Linked DNA regions of Mus musculus: regions 1 and 2 are each linked to region 3. Evidence: chromatin contacts called from public promoter capture Hi-C data. All regions are on one chromosome and are shown on one strand. Each heading gives the region's core, a stretch centred on a gene start, on an enhancer-like site or on the middle of the called end of the contact. The rest is flanking DNA. Distances are from core to core; before and after follow the strand shown.

Region 1 (3,930 bases), core at 1-2,500, 1.3 Mb before region 3:
ACAAAACAAGCCCAGGCCTGACTCCCATAGACTCTGAGTCAATCTGCAGCCGGGGTGTGGGGTACCTACTCTACTATTAAGTTCTACTTGTTCCCATGTGCAACCAGGATTGAGAGGCTCTGTAGTAGCCTGGGAAAGGGGAGAGAGTGTTAAGAAATGCAGCCCAGACAGACCAGATGCTGAAGGAAATGGTATGTAAATACATTATCACAACTTCCCTAACAACTTAGCTATTTTGAAAGTTTTGTTACTGCCAGTGCTGTTGCATGAATGAATCCTGAGCTCTCATCCTTGGACATGAAAACAAGAAAAAAAGCTTCTAAACTTGCTTTTAAAAAAAAAAATCCATTTTCCTTAACAGACAGCAAGTTTATGCCAAGGCATGCATGTCTGATCAGATCTGTGTTATCTATCCCTCAGGGTTCCTGGAAGTGTCCAGCGAGCATTCAATGTGTGCCCTCTGAAAGTGATCACACGGCCTGGAGTAGGTTCTATGTGGGCTGGTTACCTTGGCCGCTAGTCAAGTTGAGATGGGTGCACACTTAACAAGACTTCTAGACTCCCGGATCCCCTAGAGTCTTCTCATTCAGGAAACACTTGAGCACTTGGAGGAAGACCAAGGAAAATGAAGGCCCTCTCCTTCCTCCATTGCCAGTCCTCAGAAAATGCGCTTTCTCTTACCTTCTCATATATTTTGAAGAGTGGGTATTTTTCCATTTACAACAGTACTTGATTTTCAAATTGTTGTTTTTAAATAAATAACATTAAACCCTTGGGGGACAAAGGAGCCTTAATTTTTATCTTATTGCTACTGTAAGAATGAATGCATTCCGTCCTGTGAGGGGACACACTTGGGGGGGGGGGTAAGAGAAATCGACGTTGCCAACACAAGTGAACAGTCAAGGATGTTGGTCCCAAATGAAAGTACAGAATCAGCCGAAAGGGGGAAAAAATGAAAACTAACTAGAAACTTAAAAACTAAACAAAAAGTGAAAAGAAAAAAGAAAAAAAAAAGCCACTCCCCCACAAAAGTCACCAGAGTCCCCTTACTTGAGCCCGGATTGGAGGGCGCTAAGTGACAAGCTGGCCACACTGCTGGGTCAGCAGATCCTTCTGGAGTCGCCACGGCCCGCGGGGAGAGGGGACGCTTCTTCCCTTCCCTTCCGGGCGCCTCACGGGACGCGCTCGCCCGCGGCTCTCCGGGCCCCCGCGCCTCAGCGCCCGGGCCTCAGGCGGCCTCCACGGTGACTGCGGGCGCTGACCCGGAACTGCTGAGCGGCGCGGGAATCCCCCGCAAGGGGCTCGGCCTTGCGTCTCCAGGGCGCCACCTCGCGGCCGTGGCGGGAACACCCAAACCCGGGCGCACGCCCGCGGGAGCCCGAGGCCGCCGGGAGGCCCGGGGACGCGGTGAGGCGGGCGGACCGGCCGGCCGGTGACTTTGGGAGCCACTGGGGTTCGAGCGCCGAGCCTGCAGCTCACGCCCCAGCTCGCGGCCGCCGAGGAGAGCGCGGGAAGCAGCCCTGCGGTGAGTCCCGGGCGGAGGGGAGGTCGGCGCGGCGACGGGACGGACGGACGCACACCGTGCAGTCCAGGCTCCTCCGAGGTCGCCTGCACGGCTGGCGGAAAGAATGAATGAAGGCGCCAGTGCCCTACGGGGCGGGCGGAGGTTGGGGTGGGCGTCGGGGTGAAGGCTCAGCAATGGTAGGTGTCAGAATTGGGGGTCACAGGGTCGGCAGAGGGGAGCTCCAGCCTGGACAGGGAGTTCAGAGAATCTGCAAGTGGTCAGAAATCGACCCTGATCCAAGTTGCAGTGGCTTTTGGGATTATCCCAAGTGCGGAGGACTGTGTAAACCTGGGGGGAAAGCCCAGCCTGTGGGCTAGCTTTTACCTTTAAAAAATGAGTGTGTTTGTTTGTTTGCTTGCTTATGGTGACAGACACCTTTACTCTTCTCTCTCTCTCTCTCTCTCTCTCTCTCTCTCTCTCTCTCTCTCTCTTTCTTTCTTTCTGGTGACATACACCTTTAATCCCAGCACTTGGGAGGCAGAGGCAGAGGCAAGCAGGTGTCTGAGGTCGAAGCCAGCCTGGTCTACATAGCTAGTTCCAGGACTGCTGGGGCTGTTAGACAGAGAAGCTCTGCCTCGAATCCCTGTCCCAACCGCAACCCCAAAGAAGATTGGCTGCTGATACTGCTCAACTTAATATCCTAAAGGTGAGACCTCAGTATTTCATGAGATGTGATCTAATCTTATAGACATGATGGGGATAATGACATAACAGATTTACATCCTATAATTAAAAAGACTTGATCTCAGACAACAAGTAATTTTGTACTTAAAATCTGCTATAAGGAAAACAAAGCATAATTTCTATTCTATAAAAATGTACCCAGCTGTTCACAAAATAAAAGATGGCTCTGCCCTTAATTGTCAGGATGAATGGTGCACTGGCTTTTCTGCTCTGCACACTACATTTATTTTGGTTACTTTTTGTATTGATGCAATTTACTTCCTATTTTTATTTTTATATTTATTTATTTATTTTTGTTCACCACAAATTTCGGTTGTATCTATAAGAAGATCGAATTTATTGTTATTTGTGATCACTTTTCTTTACAGCTGCTATGGCATAAAAAGTCTTTGGGGCAAAAAAGACTGCCTGATTGAAGAATGGCAGAAGCAGTCTTGATTGATCTCTCTGGTTTACAATTGAATGCACAGAAAAACTGCCATGAGACCTTACTGGAGACACTGGATGGTATTCACTACCACCACGCTCCCAAGGCCAAGTTCCTTTGCATAATATGTTGCAGAAATGCCAGCAAGGAAAAGGATGGGGAGTATGGCCTCTGTGAATTGGAAGCAGGAAATGGCTTTTCACGTCTCGCGGGAAAATTCGAGACTGTTAGCCATCCCTGCCTGGCTGCCTCTTTGTATACAATTAAACAAAAAATTGATGAAGAAAATCTGAGCTGCATTAAGGTGATTGTCCCCGAGCACAGGAAACTGTTAATGAAGGCTTACGTTGGTCAACTCTTCACCGAGGTGTATGAGTTTGAGTTTGAAGATCTACAGGGAGCTTGGAGGGATAGCCTTTTGAAACCATCCACTGGAATAAACGTGACCACAACTCAAGAACTAGAAGACATCCAGCATGAAATAGAAACATACTTGAGAAGCCTGCCAGCGCTGAAAGGGGACCTAACTATTGTCACATCTCCTCTGATCCCAGGTACCTTCCACACTGTCCTCTGTATTGCACTGAAAACCCAGACTTTCTTCAGAAGTTCCTCACTTCCCTTTCTTTTCTCTCTGTTGACTCTTGTGAACTGTTCATGTTTCGCAACATGGGGAGTTTAGGACCTGTGGGTCAGCGGCTTCAAAGGATGACTTCATCAGAGCTGTTCCTAAAAAACAAATCTGCACTATGCAAATTCAGCTCTAAGGCAAATCTCCCAACACTCCTAAAAAAGTTCTTTTTTTCTGACCTGGAAAATCTTTTACGTAGACATGCTGAAACCCCAACTCTCTGGGCATTTTAATAGAAGAGTAAACTTTCAAATAATCCTCCTTGGATAAGTAGGATTAATTGTGAGCTGTATGTTACTTCTACCAGATGAAATGAAAGTACCCTGGGAAGAGAGCAGCAGTCCCACGGGGAGGTAAAACACACAGTACTGTGTGACATCACACGGAGGTACAAAGAGCAGCCAGAGTTAGAAACAAGATCAATTATTGCAGGCTGGGGTGACCAGGGAGGCCTGATGGAGAGGCTGTCTTTTGTATGCTGTTTAGCCTTTTGTAGAACATCCTTTGACTTGCTCCCACTTATCCTCAATAGACAACTTCCTGCATGGATTTACCACACGGACAGGGGGCATATCTTCCGTACCCACTCTCAGCTCCCTCAATCTTTTCAGTAGTTCCAAAAGG
Region 2 (4,186 bases), core at 457-2,956, 1.0 Mb after region 3:
TAAAATAAAAAAAAAGTTAAAGTATGAATAAGATATTTTAAAATAGGTTTAGTGTAGCTTCGTCCAGGTCACTTACATTCCCTAACTCATAGCAAAATTGACTTACTGACTTGCTTTGGACCTGTAAGCTCTAGTTACAAAAAGCATTCTTTTACTGGCATTCTATTTGTTGAAAATCTTTTATGCCATAATTTACTCTGTCTCCTTTGTGTGTAGACACACCAGTAGTTGCCATCGTGTTAAAACTGCCTACCATATTCTATACCTTGTACATGTTCACACTCCAAAGTACCATCTAGGTTGCATAAGCTGATTCTGGTATGCTCACCCAAGAATGAACTTTCTTAAGTTTCTCAGGACCTATGTTGTTTGTTAAGATACAGTTGCCTCCAGACTTAGTCAGGGCTTAGTCACAGACCTTTGACAATGGCAACACACTTTTGCTGCTTCACAATGAATAAGCATATTCTGCTGCTTTGGGGAAGGCATAAATTCACAGTCCTGACCACCATTTCTTTACTCAAAGCCTGTCCTGCCTCCCCCCCCCTCTATTTCATTCTTAGTTCCCAACTCCCCCACCCCACGCCCCTTTCCCAGTTCTTGTCACATATTTTCCCCCTAACTCATAGTCCCTAAATTTCAAACACATCTTCTGGGCTGAAAAATCTAAATCTGTCTTTTCATATTCAAATTTTAAGCATTAGTGCCAAACTGCTATGCATTTATTTCGCATCGCTATAGCAAAACCCAACACATTTAAAATTAAACTTAGATCCTTGCCTGTACAGCCTATCTTATATCTGAAATGTCTCAAAAGTTGAACTTTAAAAGTTTCGTTGCACGCGCCCTAAATCCCTGGAGAACCAGGCGTTCGAGAACAGCCTGGTATACAAAGTGAGTTCCAGGACAGTCAGAACTACAATGTCTCAAAAACAAAATAAAACAAAATCTCAGTATCATCATAGCAATTATATATAGCTAAGAGCTAATTAAAACCTTAGTCTACTTTCTTACTAGTATGTCCCACTACAAACAATACTGTTATAGAAGCCTGGGGTTTCATTCCTTTAACTTTTCAAAGAATGCCTATAGATTGCTGACCATTAGGCCTAATATGGCCTACATAAAAAATGGTGAATTTTATTAATTTTAAATAACATAAGTGCCATCTTTCTGACGACTCAACCACAAATCACCTATGGACGGCCGCCTACACCTGAATTTTTACCACTGGGCACGGCCTCGAGCGCGCTGCCCAAGACACCTCAGGGCCCTAGTGGCGTCGCCTGCAGCCCAGGCTGGGATCCCGGAGGGAAAGCGTTCCCCGGGCTCCGCGCGGGAATGCTCGGCGAAATGCCGTCCCGGCGGGCACTCCACCAACCCGAGCATCCCAGCGAGCCTGGCGCCCCAGGTCACACATTGTTTCCAGCTCCCCGAAGTTAAAGCGATTAGCAGGCCCTGCGGGACGAGGCCTGCCTTACCGCGGCGGGAAGGGTGCAGAGATCGTCACCATTCCCCGCTGCTATCACCACCGCAGGTCTAGGCGTCCGCGCACAGCCGCCCGAAAACCAGGTAGTAGAGAATGCTTGGGACTCACGACCCATTCCATCTTACCTCGGTGAGGGGCAGCTTCTAACTCGCCAGGGAAGAAGGTTGGGGCTTCCGCCCCGAGCACTGCCTCTGGCTCCGCCCACACCATATGTCCCGCCCCGGCCTCCGGGGCGGGTCCCACGTAGAGGCTCCTCCCTTTGGGCCCGTCCCCTCCTTTGGCCGCTTACTCTGGTCCCCTCTCACGGCCCCGCCCTCAAGTCCCTCCCTTTCTCTGCCCCTCTCCTCCCCAGCCCTCCCTCCTGAGCTGCTCCCATTCTGAGACACCGCCCCCAGGGCGCGCACTCTCCTAGCAGACCTGCCCTATGGATACACCCCAAGGGAGACTAGGAGTTCCCGGACCCCGACCCTCCCCTACAAGGCCATTCCCAAGAGACTTTTCGCCGGGTTCCTGTTTCCGCGGTGTGTCAGGATGAGCCAAAAGTGTGTCTGTCATGACACTGGACCTCTAGACCTCTGTAACTTGCTTCAGATGCTCCCAGAAGGCAACAAGAGAATGAGGCTCTAGTACACCAGCTGGCCTCTCCCAGTTAACTTGTGGAAAGGGCTTGTGTGGAACTCTGCAGTTGTTTGGAAACCTGAGCAGAAATTTCACATTTCCACCCTCATTCCACATCTACTCTGCACCTGCTTGATTTGGAGCTTCTAGGAGGAGGACACATTCATTAACTCTTTTCAATGTCCATTTTTTTCTCCCCTCTTCCCTCAATAAAAGTTGAACTGTGTCAGGGTTTCTGGTTAATCATTTACAGCAGTTCTCAACTTCATCCAATTTAACCAGCAAGTGTACTTTGTTCAGAAAATTAAATATTACAAGCAGTTTTTAAAACCAGTATTTAGGCTGCTAGGTTGTGGATACTATGTATAACCTGTAAGATTGTCTGGTTTAATAATCACGCAGCCTGTGCATTTGCAACAAACTGTCAGAAGGACCCAGTGCCTGCTCTGTGTGTATAGGCTCTCCATCTTAGTTTTGCTGGGGGACTTGCAAGTTATGTGGCTAGTCAGGCTAAAAAACAAGTAGGTGAGCTGAGCTCAGTGGAATATAACCTGTGTGGATGAGCTGCCACGCAGAACGTTGCTTTTCTGTGTCATGTGGCAGGCATTTGTGTACCTGTTTAATGGTTAACCAAAGAATGTTATTTTGAGAAAGCATTAAGGTAAATTCTTAAAATTATTATTATTAACAGAGTCTTAAATGTAATTCTGGCTAGCCTGGAACTTACTACGTAGACCGGCTGGTCTTGAACTCAGAAATCCCCCTACCTTTGTCTCCCGAATGCTGGGATTAAAGGTATACTCTATCACTCCCAAGCTAACTACTTTTAAATGTAATTTATTGGAAAGGTAATTTTTTTTCAAACTGAGTTTCACAACTGAAGTTATGAAAGATTACCCAAGTCTGCAAATTCTTTCTAATTGTTAAATGCTTGAACAAAGTTTAAAGGGTGTTCAATTAGTATCTTGATCTCTTTAAGGTACAAACTAACTCCAAAGAGTTCTTGTATCCATATTAGTGGTAATAATCATAATGACAGTTTCTCTCAGTCAGCATGAAATTATACTAGATCAAAACTTCTATTTTCAAGAACATTAATACTATATATTGTTATTTGGGTGTGAAAGTAAAGAAAACCGAATCTGAAAGTAATGTTGATATTTCTGATAATGAAAATGAATGAATAGTAATCACTTAAAGAAATATGTCCAAAATTACCTAGAGCAGTGGTTCTCAACTTTCCCAATACTGCAGCCATTTAATACAGCTCCTTGTATTGTGGTGACTCCCAACCATAAAATTATTTTTGTTGCTACTTTATAGCTGTAATTTTGCTACTGTTATGAATCATAATGTAAATCTCTGGTTTTGTTGTTTTGTTTTGTTTTGTTTTGTTTGTTTTTTGGGTTTTGTTGCTGTTGTTGTTTTGTTTTTTGTTTTTCGAGACAGGGTTTCTCTGTGTAGCCCTGGCTGTCCTGGAACTCACTTTGTAGACCAGGCTGGCCTCAAACTCAGAAATCTGCCTGCCTCTGCTTCCCAAGTGCTGGGATTAAAGGCTTGCGCCACCACCACCTGGCAAATATCTGGTTTTTGATGGCCTTACATGACCCCTGTGAAAGGGCCATTTGGCCCTCCAAAGGGGGTGCACCCCACAGGTTAAGCACTGCTGACCTCTAGGTCTGTGACTGAGAATATTCAGTTTCTCAGTTTGAATGAATATGAGCTATGAGCGGGATGCAACCAATAAAAGAACTCAATGAAAATGACGAAAACTCCAATCTGCTTCAGATCTGTGGGGATGGGAACTGTCTTGGCTTTCCAAAAACTTTATACACTGGGCTGGAGCATATCAGAAATGTATTTACTATGATTTTGAAGGCTGAAAATCGAAGATCAAGTAGTTGGGCCATTCTGTCCCTGGTGAGGGCTCTCTTTCTGGTTTGCAGAGGAGTACCTTGGTATAAGTTCACTGCAAAGAGCAGGAGTTCTGGTCCCTTCATCTTTTGCCAGGGACATCAGTCACACTTGTGAGGAGCTTGTACTTGTCTCATAGTTGTCACCATAATTATCTACTTCCAA
Region 3 (4,202 bases), core at 710-3,209:
ACCAGGCTGGCCTCGAACTCAGAAATCCGCCTACCTCTGCCTCCCAGGTGTTGGGATCAAAGGCATGTGCCACCACGCCCAGCCCCTTCTTTGGCTTTTTAAGACAGAATTTCTTTGTGTAACCCTGACTGTCTTGGAACTTACTTTGTAGACTAGGCTGGCCTTGAACTCAAGAGATCCACCTACTTTTGCCTCCTGAGTGCTGGAATTAAAGGCATGTCCCTAGCTAGAACCATATTTTCTATACCATAAGATTATTAATTCTTATTTTGAGATACATTTTTTTTTTTTTGGACAGCAGTCTCTTTTTTGTGGTCTGCACTGGCCTCTAATTCTCCTACCTCAGCCTCCAAGTTGTAGAAATCCCTTTGTCTCAGCCTCCCTGCTGATGTTATTGCAAACATGAGCTGCCATACTCAGCTCTCTTGAGATAAAGTTAGACTTCAGCAAGGCTCCAGAGATTGTATTGTTCAGGTGTGTCTTTCATCCAGCTTTCCTACTATTGTCTTATCTAGCCATGTACAATCAAAGCTGGCACAACACCACCAATGCCTAAATTACAAACTTTATTAAGATTCTATATTTTATTCTATAGTCTCATCACAATTATCCTTTCTTCTGTTCCAGGAATCAGTCCAAGATACCACATTGCAATGAGAAGTCATTATTCAGTAGTCTCCACTATGTAAGAGCTCCTTGGTCACTCCTTGCTCTTTAGTAGTTTGATACTCTTTTAAACATTGGCTTTTGGGGGCTGGAGAGATGGCTCAGAGGTTAAGAGCACTGACTGCTCTTGCAGAGGTCCTGAGTTCATTCCCAGCAACCACACAGTGGGTCATAACCATCTGTAATGGGATCTGATGCCTTCTTCTAGTGTACCTCAAGACAGCTACAGTATACTCACATACATAAAATAAATAAATCTTAAAAAAAAACATTGGCTTTTTATTTTAAAAATTTATTTATGTGTGTGTTTGCATGTGCCACATGTATGTTAGTACCCAGAGAGGCCAGAAGAGGAGGTTGGATCTCCTGGAACTGAAGTTTCAGGTGGTAATGTGCTGCATATTGTGGGGGCTGGGAACTGAACTGGAGTCTTCTGAAAGATCAGCAAGTTCCCTTAGCCCCGAGCCATCTCTCTACCCTGACCTTTTTGAAGAATGTTGTTCAGTGTTTTGTGATTTTCTTCATTTTTCTACATTTTTCCTTTTTAATTCTTGGTAAGGAAGAAGGTTGTCTCTTTTTCACCTTTTTGCCCAATTTTTTTTTATATTCGTATATACTCAATTTATATACTTACAAAGTATATTTATTCAATTATTTAGGTTTGATCTAATATAATTTGTTTAGGTGTTCAAATGTGTATCATGATTTAAATGGCAGAATAATTTTTGCAGTTTCATGTTTGGATAGACAGTTATTGATCCAGTTCTTCAATGTTGGACATTTAGGTCCCCCCCCCCCCCAGTTTTTTGATATTATTAATGAGGCCTGATATGTTTGTCTTTGAATTTGTGTTTCCACAAACTAGTTTTCTAACAGGGAAGTTGTAAGTTTGAAAACTTGGTGCTCTTGGTTGCTATGTCAACATGGAAAGCATCCATAACCCATCTGACAGGAGAGAAGATCTTTGGAGTTCATTAATTCTCCTAATCCGTTGGATGACTTACAACTTGTTAAAAAGAAAACCAAAAACAAATCTGAAGAACACATTATCATAAAGTTATTGATGTTGAAGAAGCTTCCGGTAGGGGCAAGCTTATTTCCGCCCATTCTTGTCTCCTACCCTCTGGCTTGAGGTACACCTCAACCGGAACTGTTTGGCCTCCGTCGAAAGCCACGTCTGTTTTGGCCTCGGTCCCGCCCCCACGCCGGGGAAGCGTTTCCGGGGTCAGGGCGCTCGGGCCCGCCCCGCCGCGGCTGCGGCGCTGGAAGTCCCGGTCCTCCCGGAAGTTCCCGGCTCTGCCTGTCGGGCTCCGGTTCTGCGCCGCGGAGGGGCCCAGGGCTGCGGAGATGGCGGAGGCGGCGCTGCTGCTGCCGCCCGAGGCGGCGGCCGAGCGGGACGCCCGCGAGAAGCTGTCTCTCTGGGATGGGAGACCCGACTCGATGGCGCCGCTGACAGACAGGCAGACGGACTCGGTGCTGGAGCTCAAGGCGGCCGTGGAGAACCTGCCGGTGCCCGCCGAGGTGAGGCGAGGGCGTGGGCTGCGCCCGGCCTCCTGCCCCGTGCGGGGATCTGGCCGGTCCTCTGAGCCACCGTGGCGGGTTCGGCGGGAGGGGCCCGTGTGTGCCCTGCTGTCAGCAGCCTCACTCTGCCCGCGACCCAGGGTGGCCCTGCCAGGGTGCGTGGCCGTCCACGCGAGGGCGTAGCCCTCCCCCAGCGGCGTGGGACGGTTGGCCCGAGCCTTGCTCCGGGCTTCTTGCTCCTGGTGTCCCCGTGTCAGAGTAGCCCTGCCTCCCAGGAGCCTGTCCAGCTAGTCTGTGTTAACTGCATCCTGGAGGCATCAGGCTTGCTTCTTTCCCGGGGGAACAGGGACACTTAGAGGGGATCAGAACTGGCCCCGAGAAACAATTTCATTTATCACACCCCAAGCTGTGAACTCCTGGTTTTGGGTTATGGAAGATAAGATTTATTAAACCTACAGCAAAGCAATAAATTAAAAAGTTATTTTTACAAGTTGACTCGGTTATTAAGTAGCGCTTTGGGTTTTAGCGTCAACGTTTTCCCAGTTACCAGTGGGACAGTATGCATGTTACTGTTGGTGTGATTCAGTGCAGTTATACTGGTCAGAGTACTTTTATTTTTTGGATTGTTTATGTGTTTCACACGCTCTTCTAGTTTCGAGGCCGAATTTTGGGTTATTTTATTATCAGTGGTGGTTAGTTTTGATGTTGGAAACCATTTCTGTACGATTCGTAATCCTGTCCAAATGCAGATTGAATTTGGCTTCTTCACCTCTGCCCTCACACTTTAGAGGTGTGACTAGACGCGTTCTCTGCACCTTTGTGTGCTGTGCCGTAAAAATACGTGTTCTTAGGTGTGTTTCTCTGCCCACCTCCAGGATGCCATACAGGAAATAGACCTAAGTAAACGAGGGAGCAAGTGGAAAGTTCTTTGATCTGGCTATGTTTTATGTTCTGGATTATAAGTGGGTGTGGTGTGGTGTGGGGTGTGTGTGTGTGTGTGTGTGTGTGTGTGTGTTTTGCTGGGGACTAGACTGAGGATTTTGCCATTGCTGGGTAAGTGCCATACTAGAGATTTACAGAAACAGGCTTATGTGTGTTCCCAGTCTGTTTATAATTTTTGTGCCCCATTATCGAAGCTGGTGTCACGTTTATTGAGTATGGAGAGGGTTGAAAGTAAAAGGCATCTTACTGGTTTACACGGTCCTTCCGTATTGATGCAGTTGTACTTACCATCAGTTCACGCTGTCATTTAATGTGCATTGCCATATGTCTACACTGGGGTAGGAATTAGGGATAGAGACGTAAATAGGAAGTAAAGTAGGGTGGGTGGCAGGGCCAGAATAGTTGAGGCTGAAGAAAAGTAAGGGCAGGCCTAAAAGTGAAGAGAAGGCCTAAGCCTTGTAAAGAAGGTGACAGACAGCCTAGCAAGAGAGCTGACATGGAGACGTGAAGCCGGCCTGGGAAAGGCTGGGCCCATCATGTTGTAGCTGGAAGAAAAAGCAGAGCAAGGTCCTGGGGAGAGGATGTCCTTAAGGCCAGGAATGTGGGGAGGTCTCAGAACTAGCAGGAAGGAGCCTGTATACACCAGCTTTCGGGATCTCAGAGGCACATGTCCTCATCGCTCTCCTTTCCTGGTACTGAAGTGATCTCTGTCTGATGGGATGACCTCGGACTCCATTCATCCCCGTTCCATGCTTTTAACATTATGGTTGAGAAAAGTGTGCATCAGGTTTAATTTATCTAACTAGCATGCTTCCATAGACTTCTCTGTAGTGCTTCATGTTTTCATAAGATACATTATTTCATAATCTGTTGGAACTGGGATGCTTTAGTGATCTAGATGTGTTCAGCCTCAGCAAAAGGTCAGCGAACATCATAAAGATGTCTTTAGAAGGCAGCTTTCTCACTTCTAAGAAAAAAAGCACTCTTGGGGTGGGGAGATGGCTCTGTGGTTAAAAGCACCCACTGCTCTTGCAGAGGATCCACGTTCAGTTCCTAGCACTTTCCTGGTAGCT

Evidence for each region. Capture Hi-C pulls out chosen DNA fragments and counts their contacts.
Region 1: a promoter capture Hi-C map of liver shows a contact between it and region 3, with 2.2 times the contacts expected there. The contact joins the promoter of Ccdc122 here to the promoter of Cog3 in region 3. A contact is called at or near these places in 1 of 115 datasets of contacts at active chromatin or transcription factors (microglia) and 2 of 9 other capture datasets (adipose tissue and liver).
Region 2: a contact with region 3 is called in a promoter capture Hi-C map of liver, with 4 times the contacts expected there. The contact joins the promoter of Esd here to the promoter of Cog3 in region 3. A contact is called at or near these places in 5 of 39 promoter capture datasets (embryonic stem cells, fetal liver, liver and 1 more), 1 of 115 datasets of contacts at active chromatin or transcription factors (memory CD8 T cells) and 3 of 9 other capture datasets (adipose tissue, embryonic stem cells and liver).

What each region holds. Positions count from the first base shown.
Region 1 is chr14:77,034,092-77,038,021 of GRCm38.p6, reverse strand. It overlaps Ccdc122 (coiled-coil domain containing 122), which reads right to left and starts at 1,250. Exons shown (of 6, transcript NM_175369.4): 1 at 1,051-1,250. It overlaps Lacc1 (laccase domain containing 1), which reads left to right and starts at 1,405. Exons shown (of 8, transcript NM_172488.2): 1 at 1,405-1,525; 2 at 2,032-2,210; 3 at 2,617-3,229; 4 at 3,839-3,930. The coding sequence starts at 2,668.
Region 2 is chr14:74,729,817-74,734,002 of GRCm38.p6, reverse strand. Esd (esterase D/formylglutathione hydrolase) reads right to left here and starts at 1,706. Exons shown (of 9, transcript NM_016903.5): 1 at 1,615-1,706.
Region 3 is chr14:75,752,250-75,756,451 of GRCm38.p6, reverse strand. It overlaps Cog3 (component of oligomeric golgi complex 3), which reads left to right and starts at 1,959. Exons shown (of 23, transcript NM_177381.3): 1 at 1,959-2,187. The coding sequence starts at 2,014.